2 separate regions of the Mus musculus genome follow, and region 2 is linked to region 1. The links are chromatin contacts, called in public Hi-C maps. All regions are on one chromosome and are shown on one strand. Each heading gives the region's core, a stretch centred on a gene start, on an enhancer-like site or on the middle of the called end of the contact. The rest is flanking DNA. Distances are from core to core; before and after follow the strand shown. Region 1 overlaps Borcs5 (BLOC-1 related complex subunit 5). Region 2 overlaps Lockd (lncRNA downstream of Cdkn1b).

Region 1 (7,404 bases), core at 1,801-4,300:
CCTGGACGTACTATTCACTCACTGAGGATTTGTTTCCACATATAAATCACATTTTTATACTGGATGTGGGTGCCTGCTATTATGGTTTTGTTTGTTGCAACAGGAAAGAGGATACCTTTAAAGCTGTGGGATTTTGCGGGGGTGCGGGGGGCAGGGGTTGCTGGAAAGATGGCTCAGAGGTTAAGAGGACCTACTGTTCTATCATGAGGACCAGAGATCTGATCCCATACCCCAATCAGGTGATACTGGATAAATTATCTACATGGATGGATGGATGCCAGGAATAAGGGTCAAAAATGGTCTCAGTAGACTCGAAAGATGGGCTAAAGCCACAGTAACATTTAACAGCAGTATATCAAGTTATACATTTAAATTAAAAATAAACAGTTGTCCATGGATATGGTACAAATGTCAATGACAATTCAGTGTGGGTTTTTATGGGTCTCAAGTTTAGAAAAATGGTATTCATAGGCACGGTATTTGGCTCCAATGACTGCTGGAGGCTCCTCAGGATAAAGACAGGAATTTGAAGGCAATTGCCTTTAAATTACAACTGCTATTATGGTTTTATTGTTGCAACAGGAAACATGACATTGGCACTTTGAAAGCTGTGGGATTGGGGGGGCAGGCAGAGAGGGGGTGCTGGAGAGATATCCCGGAGGTTAAGAGGACTTACTGTTTTATCATGAGGACCAGAGATCTGACCCTAGTACCCACATCAGGCAGCTTATAACTGCCTGTAACTCCAACTTCAAGGGATCCAATGTATTTCTACCCTTCACTAGCATTTGCATGTAGTCTCACACAGATGTACACATAGATAAAAATAAGTCTTTAAAAAAGTCTGTATTTTTGGGTAATTACTGGGGCAGTGGTCTGAGATGGACAACCCAGTTAGGTAGTCACTGTAGTTTTCTAATGATACACTGATCAAAGTCATGGCTGAGTTAGGGCCGGTAGAAGAGCAAATCTGAGTTGTCTCAAAGAAGAGAGGAGGGTGAGAACTGAAAGCAGAGGGCAGTATGCCTGACTGGGGAGGCAGGATAATGGCCGAACTGAAAGCAGATTAATTTCTTAAACTGGCTCCTCTGAACCACAGCTAGGAGTCATATCAGTGATGGAGGCTGAATGGCATGGCCTAGCCCCTGGGAGTGTTTCTCTGGTCATGAGTGAACTTTCAATGACGTGGGAGTATTTTTGGAAAGGGAGGGCAGCAGATATCTTTCAGATTTAATGGTTTTCTGAGTCAATTTTGCACTGGTGGTAGTCTTCCAGTCATGGCACACACTCTGTGCTGGTGTACTTAGCACACAAGTAATGATGTATGCAGTGCTCTTGGAAAGGAGTAGGGGTTATGAAATCGTTATACTATTATTTTACTGTTTGTGCCAAGGAGCGATCCATCTGGGGTTCTGTTCTCTAGACCCAGAGTGAATACTAATAGGAATTTATGGCACTCTTGTTGGAAATTTCTACTCTCATTTAGAAGCCATTAACAATTGTGTTGATAAAATAATGTTTTAAATGGAGCATATGAAACCCATGCTTAGCAGCTGTACCCTTCCAGAACACTAGCTTATAAAGTACTCCTCGGAGGAGCCTGTGGGTGGGATGAAGTCACCTGAGTAATTTTCTGTAATTATAACCTTCAGAGCTGCTTCCTTTGTCTTTTTCAGGTTAACTTTAAACAAACTCAGCAGCCGCAGCATTGCAGCAACCTATGATTTTCTTTTTCTCTACAAACGTGTGTGTGTGTGTGTGTATGTGTGTGTGTTTCATTGTCAGGGATGGAACCCAGGATCTCTTGCATGCTAGTCAAGTGCTGTATCTCTAAGCTGCACCACATCCTGGAATTTTGTTAAATCGTCACAGTTACAGAGGAAGATAGATTTTTTTTTAAATTCTTGTTCCTTCTTTAGTTTACTTCAATTTATATTTATGAGAAATGTTGGAACTCACAAACAGTGAGCTAGCTATCTGCTTGAAGATTACTGAGCTCAGAATGGCACCTCTCCAATCACTGCTAGGTAGGATTTGGATCTGAGTGAATTCATTCCTACAACATGCCCCTGAGAGCCCCAGAAGGAAATGTTAGTGCCGTGCCCTGTCACAGTTCCATGGTTGGGTTCCTTGTGCGCATCCCAGAATACGACAGTGTCAGGCAAAGCGTAGATGATGCTTAGACTGTGAATGGTGCCTTCCCAGCCCTGCGGTCAAGTCAGGGCGTGGGGCCTCGGAGACCTAGCAAAGGAGGAGCTGAGCCTGACACAGTCTGCTGCTCCCATCACGGCTGGCCACTTAGACACCAGAACCACAGTCCCTAGTCAGCTCTTTAAACTTTATATTACTTAATGTGTAGAGTAAAATGTTGGCCTTCAAAAGCATTTAAACGGTGCCTTGCTGAAGTATATAGCAGAAAGTAGTTATAATACATGGTTGCTATTCTTACCTTTTCTTTTTTCCCTCCCATAAGTAACAAATGATCTAGAATAGTCTGGGGCTTACTTTTTTATTTTTCTTTTATCTTTTTGGATCATCTATTAGCTCTTTCTTACAATGATGAAACAGAAATATCTTTTGTGGGGTGTAAACATGATCAAGTCGGGCTGGCGAGGTGGCTCAGTGATTAAGAGCACTGACTGCTATTCCCGAGGTCCTGAGTTCAAATCCCAGCAACCACATGGTGGCTTACAACCATCTGTAATGAGATCTGACGCCCTCTTCCGGTGTGTCTGAAGACAACTACAGTGTAATTACATATAATAAAAAATAAATCTTTAAAAAAAATGATCAAGTCATCTTGTTATGTTACCCTTTCTAGTAACTTAGGGGCAATGTTTTAGCTTGCTGAGACTGCCTGGAAAGTTCTTTGTGCACACGTATAGGGCCTTGTGTCAGAGAAATGTTTCAGAAGATCTGCAAATAGATCAAGAACATAGGGAAGGCAAACAGAAGGAAGTTAGTCATCTTTGTTGCTTCAGAACTGAGCAAACGTTTTGGGAGAGCGAAGTTCCTGCTGGACATCACTGAATAAGAATGAGTTGATGTCACAGTTGGCCAGAAGCAACTTTTTTTTTTCCTTTTTTTCTTTTTTGTCATACAAAGAGTACAGCAGGATGGGGAGGAGAGAGTGAAGACAAGGGGAAAAGAATTGTAGGGGAAATGAACTGGAGAAGGAATGTAAGAATGGCTCACTTGTTGTGAGTAGCATTGCTATGTATAAAAGCTGTGCTTTTCTTATCAGGAGGAGTCCGCCTTACAGGAGCTGGGAGCAGGGATGTTTCCTGGCTCCTCTCCAGGCTCAGAGGGCCACTGTGTGCTGATCCCTGAAGAGGGCTGTGGAATTATGTTGATTTAGTGTCAAGGAGGAATGGCCCCTGTTGCTTCTTTGTCTCAAAATAGTCCTACAATCATGATGAGTGAAGAAGTGCATAAGACACGGGGCCGTGGAACTCAGAATAGTCGTTTTAGCAGTCAACCTTGGAGAAAAGGCCACTGCCTCTGCCTCTGCCCCTGCCCCTGCCCCTGCCCCTGCCCCTGCCCCTGCCCCTGCCCCTGCTCCCCCCAATCCTAGGCAAATTTGTTGGAAATTGGAATTTGTTGGAACCTGGGTGGCCAGGTTTAGGTAACTAATTGTCCATATTTCTAAAAACTCGGCAGTGTCAAGATTGGCCAAATTCAGGTTGGAATCACCTGAAGCTAGCTAAGTGAATATCTAAGTGAAGCTCTCTAAGGTCCAGGCTTAGAGGAGGAGGGGTTGCAGACACCACTGGTGTCTTGGGTGTACTACTCTTCGTTGTGTGTGCACTGTGCTGTTTGGAGTGTTGAACTTTTCTACTCACTAAATTCCAGTAGTGACCTCAGTTTTGTGACAGTTAAGAGAGGCCATAATTTTTTAGAATTTTCTCTAGGGCTAGGAGAGGCTGAAACAGCCTATCTCACCAAACAGTCCAGTTTTGTTTGTTTGTTTGTTTTTAATCATTTATTTAAAGATCATGGGACATCTTAGTGAACTGTGTACTTGCAGTGTAGCATAGCTTTCATTTGGAATGGATTTTATTTCTGAAAACTGGATAAAATACTTTGGAAAAATAGATGCAGGGGGTGGGGGTTGGAGGGAGACATTGTCAGGAAATAGAGGAAGAGGCACAAGGCTTCTTAAGTGGGCCATTGGTTCCCAAACGGTACCAGCTGTCTAGTCTTGTGGTGCTTCCTCTACATCCTGAGAGGCAGGAGGTAAGCAGCTCACGGTGGAGACAAGGGGTTGGAGGAAACAAGAGATGGAGGCCTGGGGAAGAGGCAGGCATGAGAAAGTGCCTGAGATTGGTATGCAAAGATGAGAGACAGAGACAGTGAGAGGTGGGAACAAAATCTAGAGATCTCCTGTGCTGTGAAGCGTAGAACAGTGTGCTTCTGGAACTCTTTAGTTCAGAAGGCCACAGTTTGGAGCGTCTAAGAGAGAAGCACTCTGAGATAATGATTCTATTTACAGATGTTCACATGCATGTTGGATGTTCACATGTATGTTGACAGTATTTATTGATGCATATCAGAATACAGTATCTCATGCCCCTTTGCAGGTGCCAGCTCATAAGCCATGTGCCATGTGTCTTCCTAGATGTACACTGTGCCTTTTGCATCTGTTGTGGCTTCTAGGTCTCAGCAACCATTTACCCCCAGGTTTCCCCAAGTCTGACTCAGAGAGTCATAGTTTTCCACTGATCTGGACTTTCTGAAAGTAAAGCAATGTGTTATTGGAAAAGCTATGCACAAACACTAGCCAAACATTAGCTTCAAACTTGCCAGATGAAATGTTATTAAATAAGATGCACAAATAAAGGAAACATTTATGAAATATGAGCAAGTCTCCTTAATCTTTGTTATCAGCTACAACTTATAACCTTGGCTTTGCACTAAGGCCTAATTGAGCCTAAGAATAGTTCTTAGACTGCTTCCCCAGAGATCATTCGGTTCTACAGATAGACCTTCAGTTGCATGCCTAGCACTGGATTTTAAGACTTTGGCCAGTAGTCATCCTAGCAGCCTTTCTTCAAGTGAAAGTTTTATTTATGTCATAGACTGTTTCTCTGAGTGCCTACTGTGTCACCATTTCTAATTGTCTACCCTTGTAAACTCTTACCACAACTAGAAATTACCTGGTCAACCACATGACCAAAGAAAGTTTGTAGTTAATTTCCAAATGCTGCCTGGGGCTGAGGGTAAGGTGTACCAAACCCTTTTGGGAAAAAGCACCATGGTTTGCATCAACTTTGTAGAGGGCTCTTATATCCCCAAGAGTTTAAAGACTCCTGCTGTGGAGAGACAGCCTTGTCCTCAGCAGAGATTGCTGCAGTAGAGATCACTAATGCTTATAGGATTATTTAGAATGTCTCTTTATAGTATCTTGGCATATAGAAGTTAACTGCTTTCTATTCATTCATCTTTATCAGATCTTAACAATTGGACATATTTGTTTCAGATCTTTTGTCCCTTCAAGGAAAAGAAAAATAAACTTAGATCTCTCATCCCATGTGTAATGGCTAATTTTTATTGTCAGCTTGAGTAGTCTCTAGGAGACTCTTAGGGGTACATATTTCTAATCCTAATCATTAGGAGTTAGAGGCAGGATCAGGAGAGTTCAAGGCTAATCTTAGCTACATAGCAAGTTTGAGGTCAGCTTGTGGTACACGAGGTACTCTCGCAAAAATAAACAGTATAAGTAAAGAATTAATTAATGTCTAGGACATTAGTGACAACTTTCAGTTGTGTCTGTGCATGTGTCCAGAGAGGAGAAGGGGAAGGACCTGCCCTGAGTGTGGACACCAACATCCCATGGGCGTGGCCTGGACTGGGTGAAAATAGGGGAAGTAGTAAAGGCAGTAGAGTACCAGTGTTCATCGCTCTGCATCCCGCTGTGTAGACACGTGAGGAGGTAGCTGCCACACATCCTGCTGTGTAGACATGTGAGGAGGTAGCTGCCACACATCCCGCTGTGTAGACACGTGAGGAGGTAGCTGCCACACATCCTGCTGTGTAGACATGTGAGGAGGTAGCTGCCACACATCCCGCTGTGTAGACATGTGAGGAGGTAGCTGCTACACATCCCGCTGTGTAGATGTGTGAGGAGGTAGCTGCTACACATCCCCTCCTCCTCAGACCTCCTGATGCTGTGCTTGCCCTACCACAGTAGACTGGCTCCTCAAACTGTGAGCTAACAACATCCCTTCTATCTCAGATTTCTTCTTGAGAGGTATTTGGTTATAGCATCAAGAAAAGAAACTAATACACCATCCTTTTTAGCATTCTCTGATATTCTGACTTTGTGCCTAAAGAACACAATATAGGAAATCATCATCTGACTTGTGTTTTTCATGACTGCTTTTTCCTGTATATCTGCATGATATATGCATTTTCCTGTATCTCTGCATGATATATGCATTTCACTTGTGTATGAATAGTAATCTATGTGCATGCTCCATGTGCTTCTGGAATATACCTTATTTATCCATTACTGTGTAGTTAGCCTGGTCCTGTTAATGATTGAGTTTTCTGTTGTCTCACTATTGAAAATTCTGCAGCAGACATCCTTTCTCACACTTTTTACACATGCATAAGAGTTTTCTCTAAAGCAGGTAACCGGTGACAAGCTGCTGTCCCAGAGTGCACATGTTTCTGCTTTACCATACTCAATTTACCCTTCAAAGTATTTATGTCAGTTTATATCCTTGCTTCCTATGTTGAGTTCCTGTTGTTCCACATCCTCAATAAAAGCGGATATTGTCCAGCTGTTCCATGCTTACCAATTAATTTAAAGGTAGCAGTATGCCTAGCAACCACAGAAAGCTCAGGCTGAGATATAAACCGGACTTTTTAATTCCAGCCTTCCTTCTTTGAAAGGATTTATTTTACTTCTTGTGTCACAAATCCAAGATAGCTATAATACAGCTTCTTGTGCTCATATTTTGATAACAAATGATTTGTTTATTTTAAAGAAATGGGAAAACAATTACAAGAAAGAAAAGTAAAGCCTTTTCCTGTATAGGCCAATAACCAATAACATCGTCATGTGCGCTTCCTTCTTCCTGTGGGCAGACATCAGGGCATGCATTTGCTTACAGCTAGAATTATTCTGAATGTGTATTTTATGTCACAGTTTTGATTAGCATTCTGACATTCGCCATATAATTTGGAAATTATTTGAAAACACCATTTTAATCATTACCATTGTCTTGTTTGAGGACATTCAAATAACACTAGAATTTTTATAAAAATATGGCCATGTAAATCTTCATCTAAGATTGTTTCTCTGGGATAGCTCTGCAGGAGAGGTCAGGGAATGTTTATGGTGTTGATCCAATAAGGTTGTGAGCACAGCACCCAGGAAGGAAAAGAACTGAGAGAGGA
Region 2 (7,404 bases), core at 2,873-5,372, 270 kb after region 1:
AAGTGGTTGTAACATTAGGAATACTGAGAACCACTGGTCTACAAGGGTACCTAAGAAGTCAATCTCTCTCTCTCTCTCTCTCTCTCTCTCTCTCTCTCTCTCTCTCTCTCTCTCTCTCTCTTTTTCCCTCCCTCCCTACCTCCCTCCCTCACTATCTCTCTCCCTCTCTGTCTCTCTCTGTCTCTGTCTCTCTCTGTCTCTCACTTTTGAAGTAGTAGCAATTCTCCTGCCTCAGCCCCAAGTGCTTGGATTATAGTTATAGACCACTATCATCTGCTCCCAGAACCTTTCCTGCCTTGAGCCTGACCTGGCTCTGCCCAGCTCCTCTTTTTGTTCCTTTAGGCTGTGCAGCTTCTAGCTCTCACCTTGCTTCCTAGTCCTCACTCCCAGGTGAGAGGCTAGGGGGCAGGGGGCTTCTTTCTCCCCCTTCAAAGGCTGAGGGTTTTTGTTTTTTTTTTGTTTTTTTGTTTTTTGTTTTTTGTTTTTGCTTATTTGTTTATTTGTTTCTTTTTTTATTCAGAGCTTTATTGTGCCGGACAGAGGGCAGGACTCCTGCCTGCCCACCCCAAAACTTTTAAATTACTCTGAGACCCCTGATGAGCCCTGTCTTGATCTCCATCGGAGTTTGAAGAGTGCACAGCCAGGAAAGCTCCAAGCTTCCTTCGTTCCTTCCTTAAATATGGCCAGCATTATTTACAGTTCCCCTTTACACTGGAGGTGAAAAGCATACTGGAATTTATCACTAAGCCAATTTGTCCTTCTTAAATGTCTTTACTACATGTTTTCCTGTCCCATTGAATTCTTGTTCTTAATTTCTTGGTGTATACAATGTTTTCATCTTTTGGATTTTTTTTCCCCTGAGGTTCCAGTCTAGGTGGCTCCAGTTTCTCTCAATTGCAATCACCAGATTGCATTTTCAGCATTTCAGCATTTTTTCTTCTTGTTTTCCCTTCTTCTGCAGGAGGCTGATGGATCTCATTCCACCCTCTACACCTCAAGCGCGGTCTTTTTACACGACTTTGCCCCTAGACATAGACTTTTTGGCTCTGTCATCTGGGTTCTATAGCTCTGTCTTCTTTTCTTTTCTCTTTATCCCAAGCTTTTCTACTGATGCGCCAACCTCAGGTCTTGCCTGTTCTTCATTGATTTTTCTCTTAATATCTGGAGCTGGGGCATTCTCTGGTCTAGAGAGACTGAGTCTTCTACTTTGGCTTTAGCATTCATGATGCTGCTAATCTACTCTTCCACGGGATCAATTCTGTCTGACATATCCCCAGGTGTTTCACTTTTCACAGGCTCAGGTGACATGTATGTGTCTTTTGCTGGGAGCAGCCCTCGATTCTTTTAAGTAAGTGCAAGCTTTCCCCTGTTGCTTCCTGCTTTGGTGACACAGCTCAGCCCCCTGGTTCTCCAGACATTGGCATCTCTTGCAGATTTCCCTTCGAGGAGCAGGGAAGCATTGCTTAAAGTCATACATCTTACAGGGAAGTCACTGGAACATAGGGGATGGTACCCCACTTGGATTAGTATGGTAGTTGGCAGCAGGAACATGAGGCAGCAGGTGATATTGCCTTTGTAGTCAGGAACACAGAGAGGAAGATGAATAATGGTGTTCAGCTCACTTTTTCCTTTTTGCTTAATCTGGGACTCAGGTCCTCCATGAAGCTAGTGTCACTCACATTTAAGATTGTGTTGTGTGACAAAACTTTTCCAGGGGAAATGCAGCACACACATCTACTCACCCCACATAGGAAGCTGGTAACAGACCAAATTACAGATACCACCGAAGTCCAACTTGGTGAGTTTTATTGGGGTCACCTATAGGAATATGGGTGAGGAGTTACTTACAGGAGCAGAAATGACTGAAAGACAGCTGTGTCACTGAAGCCACTACAGGTGACACCTCACAAAGCTGGGAACCTGGAGCTCACCGCATAGCTTGCAGGCAGCTCACTAGGTTGGAGAATGTCCTTTCGAGTTGCCTCATTGGTCTAAACCTCTTCCAGACAGCTCTGTTAGTTTCTGCTTCTTCTAAGTAGCTGGTCTAGTCTCAGAGGATTCCTTGAAGTTTTGCTTGCCTGAGAGTCTTTGTAGTTCAGCTGAGCTTTTCTGAGAGGGAATCTCAGTTTTTATTGCTTATTCTGGCAGGGAGGGGCACAGTGAATTTTGTCAGTTTCAGGGACTTCCTGAAGTTTTTTTGAGTTGTTTATCTCCCTGCTTAAAGAGCTTCCCTGCTAGATGGAATGTTTCAATCTTGGTGTAAATTGTTACATAACAGGTGGCTCTTCTCATTTCAATGAACTCAGTCTTGTAACTATCACAGCTGTGCCCAGAGACAGAGTATCTCTTAGGTGCGCAATTGTTCCTCTTAATAGTCAACTTGGCAGACTCTAGAACCTCCTGGGAGATGGGCCACTGGGCATGCCTCTGGGTAATTGTTTTATATGTTAATTGGTGTGGGAAGACAAGGCACAATTCTCTAGGCAGAAGATCATGGGCCTCATAAGAGTAAAGAAATTGAGCTGAGCACTGGTGCACAAGCCTTCATCGTTGTCTGTTCCTGACTGTGGGTGAACTGTGGCCAGCAGACTCAGGCTCTTGCCTTTGTGACTTCCCTTCTATGAATGTTTATAGCTTGGCACTGTGAGCTAAAAATAAACCCATTTCTCTTCCCAGTTGCTTTAGGTAGGGTATTTTATCACAGCAACAGGAAACAAACCATGACAAAGTAATTCTAGATCTTGTCTAATTGACAGTGTATATATGTGTGCATGTATATACAAATTCTACCTATCTATTTATCTATCTATCTAGATATCTATCTATCTAGACAAAATCTCTTTCTACATGTCTCTGGCTGTCCAGGAACTCTCTATGTAGACTAAGATAGCCTTGAACTTACAGAGATCCGTTTACCTCTGTCTCCCGAGTATTGAGATTAAAGGCATGCATGATTATTCTCAGATTTATGTATAATTTTTAAGCATTTATTTGTGTGCACAGAGAGGTCAGAGGCCAACTTTCAGGAGTCAGTTCTCTCCTTCGAGTGGGTCCCGGGGTCAAACTCAGGAGCTTGGCGACTAGTGTATTATCTCTCTGAGCTATCAATGGCTCTCAGATTGACAGCATTAACTATGAAAGTCTCGAATAGTACACACTAGCTTCAAACTGGCCACAAAGCCATGGATGGTCTTGAACTCCTGATCCCTCCTACCTCTACCCCCAAGTTCCTCTACCTCCCCAGTACTGGGATTAAAGGAGTGTGCCATCATACCTCAATCTTGGTGATAGATTTTTCTTTTTTAAGGTCCCTGGTGTTTGGTAATTTTTTTTTGTAGTATTTTATTTATTGCTGACACAGTTTGGCCCAGAGAAGGATTTTAGATTTTTCTTCCTACATCTTTGCTCAGCTAAACACCATTGTTCAAGATCTCGAACCACCAGGGCATAAAACTGAAGTACTGAGGCCCCTTCCTAGTGTTTGGCCTTTAGAACACTTGCCTAATTCTCTGTAGTAATTACATTCCTGTCCATCTCCTCCAGCAGACTATTATGAGCACAATACACTAGTCATGTCGGAGATAACAGCCTGACCTCAGCGTGGCTGCAAAATGAAGCCACTTTTGGCTTTCCTAAGCCATCAGGTAACATCGTCACATGGTCTTCCTTTTCTAATGAGAGCCTAGATATTCACTGCTCATCCCGCACGAAGGGACTATTGCTTTCCTCGACTCCTGTGAGTATGTAGTTTGTGGCCATGAATTAGGAACTTAGCTTTCTTGGAAAATAACCTGAGCTGTGTCAGTGGAATGCATTGATGCCAGCAAGGAAATAGGAATCCTGGGACTGTGGCCAGAAGGAACCTATAAGTCATCTTGTCTAAAGTCCCTGCAGGAAATTACAAATTAGAATTCTCTCATCTGTAAATAGAAAGATTGGGCGAGTGACCTCGTGTACCCAATATTCTGTGATCCAGCTCAGGTCAGCCAAGTACAGGGTGGTAACTAAAGACTGGTCGGGTAATGGAAATGTAAAATGATTTTCCCCAGTGCACAGTGCTCTTGAGTAAGTCACGGAAGAGCTAGTCTCGCAGGAGGCATTCTCTGGTGTGCCAGCTGCGAAAGATCAAGGAATACAAGTTTGGGGATAATGTTACCAGTAAGATCTCACGTGGTAAGAAGATGGAAGAGGTTCAGTTTTCTGTGGTTTGTTAAGGCATCCTCCAGTTAATGGGGATGGTATTTATGCCTCCCTTACGTGCCTAGGAAACCAAACACACGATACAGCGCTTAATGCTATTGGTGTTAGGTAGAAAAAAATAAATTCTAGAATGCCCTGAGCATGCTGGAAGTGGGGCAGGAGGATCAGAGGTTCAAGGTCAGCCTAGGCTACATGAGACCTTGTCTCCAAAAAAAAACCCTAAAAAGTGGCTACAGAGATTGCTCAGTGGGTAAAGCGGCTGTCACAGAGCCTGACAACTAGAGCTTAATTCCTGGACCCCACCCACATGGTGGAGGGAGAGCCCTGACTGCTTCAAACTGCCCTCTGACATCCACATGCTTGGCTGTAGCATGTGTGTGCACTCACGTGTGCCCATACCAAATAAATAAGTAAACAAATATGGAATACATATTTTTATATATTATGTACGTATGTGTTTGTATGTGTGTATGCATATATATTATGTGTGTTTCTGTATGTATGCATGCATATTATTAAATATGTGCATATTATGTATTATGTGTGTGTGTTTCTAAGAGGCTGAAACTGGCTGTCTCCCTCAATCTCTCACACATTTTTTGTTGTTGTTGTTTGGTTTTTTTTTTTTTAAGACAGGGTTTCTCTGTGTAGCCCTGGCTGTCCTGGAACTCACTCTGTAGACCAGGCTGGCCTCAAACTCAGAAATCCACCTGCCTCTGCCTCCCGAGTCCGGGGATTAAAGGCGTGCGCCACCACTGCCCGGCTTCTCTTACACATTTTTTGAGACAGTTTTCTACTGAACCTGGAGCTCCTTAGCACAGGAACACCTTGAATTTTTTTCTCAAAAGATTTATTTATATTTTTATGTGGGTGAGTGCTCTGGCCACTGTTTGTACATGCACCATATGTGTGCAGTGTCCATGGGGACCAGAAAAGGCCATCAGATTCCTTTGGAGCTGGACTGACCCAGGGCTGTTAGTTGCCATGTGGGTGCTGGGACCTGGGTCCAAACCCCCAACCCCCAACAGGGTTTCTCTGTGTAGCCTTGGCTGTCCTGGAACTCACTCTGTAGACCAGGCAAATCTCTAAGTTGGAGATCCACCTGCCTCTGCCTTCTGAGTGCTTGGATCAAAGGTATGTGCTACCCAGCTCAAAGCCTCTTTAAAAAAAATTAATTTTTATTTATTTTTTTAGAAGACATTTTCTTTTTTTTCCCTTGTTGTCTTCCTCCTCCTCCTCCTTGTTTTCTAATATTTATTTATTTTATGTGAGCCCACTGTAGTTGTCTTCAGACACACCAGAAAGAGGGCATCAGATCCCATTACAGATGGGCTGTGAACCACCATGTGGGAATTGAACTCAGGATCTCTGAAAGAGCAGTCAGTGCTCTTAACTGCTGAGCCATCTCTCCAGCCCTTATTTTTATTTTTAAAACCACATACGTATGTTTGCTTGTATGCATGTTCCTTCAGAGGCCAGAAGCGTCTGTCAGAACCCCCTGGGGACAGAGTTATAGGTGGCATGAGCTGCCTGATGTGGGTGCTGGGTCCTTCGAGAAGCAGTATGTGTTCTTAATTACTGAACAGCCTGGTCTACAGAGTGAGTTCCAGGACAGCCAGGGCTCTCCAGGTCCCAAACCTAATCCTCTGCCTCCACCCCCGAGCACTGAGACATGGGCTTCTGCCACCACGCATCCACCCAGCCTTTCCTTGGTATGCTGCTTAGCACACACGAAACACGACTATTAAAGGAAAAGCTTCATTAAGTGAAACTGATGTAGGACGACATACTTGAGCCATCAGACCACACAGTGGTCATAGTAACAGGATTTAGGTATTTGAAGAGTGAGATCCCAGCAAGAGCCAGGCATATGAGGCCAGAGGCTGGGAATGCAGCCCAGAGGTAGGGGGCTTGCTTAGCACAGAGCCTGCGTTCTTTCCCCAGCACTGAAGGGAGTGAGAATTGAAGGCCAGTTTGGATTGCGGAGACTCTGTGTAGAGTCTGCCTGTTGAATCAGAGGCCTCAGGAGGTCGACCTCATCAAGGCTACTTCTCCACCCAGTTACTGGTTTTAGCGGGAGTTCCCTTCTTATTGTCGTAATGAGTGGCTGCTTGTGCTATTTTTGGGCCAGTTGGTGTTTTGCTATTTGGCTGTATAAGCTAATAGCCCATGGATGAAAAAAAGACTCATTTTCTTTAAAGAACCAGCATAAAAAAAAAACTTCAGTGTGTGTGTGTGTGTGCGCGCGCGCGCGCGTGCGCGCACGCACACGCACACACACACACACACACACACACACACACACACACACACACACACACACACACACACACAAGCACTTGAACGTGTGCCAAGGCCAGAAAATAACTTGGAGAATCAGTTCGCTTCCACCGTGTGCGTTCTGGGGCTTGAACTCACGTCATCAGGCTTGGCAGCAAGCATCGTTACCTTCCGAGGATCCTCTAGACTCTCAGCAGCTTTTTTTGTTTTCTTATTTCTGTGTGTGTGTGTGTGTGTGTGTGTGTGTGTGTGTGTGTGTGTGTGTTTAAACTATTTTATGTGTTTGAGTGTTTGCCTACATGTATGTTATGTGCACGTCTTGCATGTGGAGATAAGAAAGGGATGTGGGACACCCTGGAACTGGAGATGTGCGTGGTTGTGAGCTACCCCACGAGGAGGAATCACAGTCAGGTCCTCTTTGAGAACACCAAGCGCTCTGAACCACCGAGCCATCTCTCTAGCCCTTATTTCTGTCTTTTGTTCGTCTGTTTGTTTTTGGTTTTTTGAGATAAAGTCTAATGTAGCTCAGGTTAGTTTTAAATTACCTAGGAAGTAGAGGCTGGCCTTGAAATTTTAACTTCCGGTTTCAACCTCCAAGCAGCTAGTATCATAGGTGCGTGCCATTCACACCCACCCACGGTTCATTCTCAATCTCTCTCTCTCTCTCTCTCTCTCTCTCTCTCTCTCTCTCTCTCTCTCTCTCTCTCTCTCTCTCTCTCTCTCTCTCTCTCTCTCTCTCTCTCTCTCTCTCTCTCTCTCTCTCTCTCTCTCTCTCTCTCTCTCTCTCTCTCTCTCTCTCTCTCTTCCTTCTTGTTTTAAAGTTATTGACCATTATTAGCTTCGGGGCAAGGTCTCACTAGTCACCCAGGCTAGCCTTCAGCTTTGTCCTCTTGTTTCGGCTTTCTCCCAAGTGTGTGTGGGGGG

What was found. Hi-C and Micro-C count contacts between places; a contact is called where the count stands out from the background.
Region 2: a contact with region 1 is called in a Hi-C map of muscle stem cells, with 3 times the contacts expected there. The contact joins two enhancer-like sites. A contact is called at or near these places in 1 of 15 datasets of contacts at CTCF or cohesin (the NIH/3T3 cell line), 39 of 484 Hi-C or Micro-C datasets (B cells, the Ba/F3 cell line, the C2C12 cell line and 24 more), 7 of 115 datasets of contacts at active chromatin or transcription factors (the NIH/3T3 cell line, bone marrow-derived dendritic cells, bone marrow-derived macrophages and 4 more) and 1 of 9 other capture datasets (liver).

The regions. Positions count from the first base shown.
Region 1 is chr6:134,668,046-134,675,449 of GRCm38.p6, forward strand. All of the region lies in intron 2 of Borcs5 (BLOC-1 related complex subunit 5), which reads left to right. Among named protein-coding and RNA genes, the nearest start is that of Borcs5, 31 kb to the left of the region's middle. Within about 2 kb of position 3,051, at least 86 of the 459 cell types and tissues checked have an H3K27ac peak or open chromatin away from gene starts, as enhancers often do. A contact at or near this core is called in the C2C12 cell line, embryonic fibroblasts, muscle stem cells and 1 more, where this site is marked.
Region 2 is chr6:134,940,094-134,947,497 of GRCm38.p6, forward strand. All of the region lies in intron 1 of Lockd (lncRNA downstream of Cdkn1b), which reads left to right. Among named protein-coding and RNA genes, the nearest start is that of Lockd, 15 kb to the left of the region's middle. Within about 2 kb of position 4,123, at least 25 of the 459 cell types and tissues checked have an H3K27ac peak or open chromatin away from gene starts, as enhancers often do. A contact at or near this core is called in the C2C12 cell line, embryonic fibroblasts, muscle stem cells and 1 more, where this site is marked.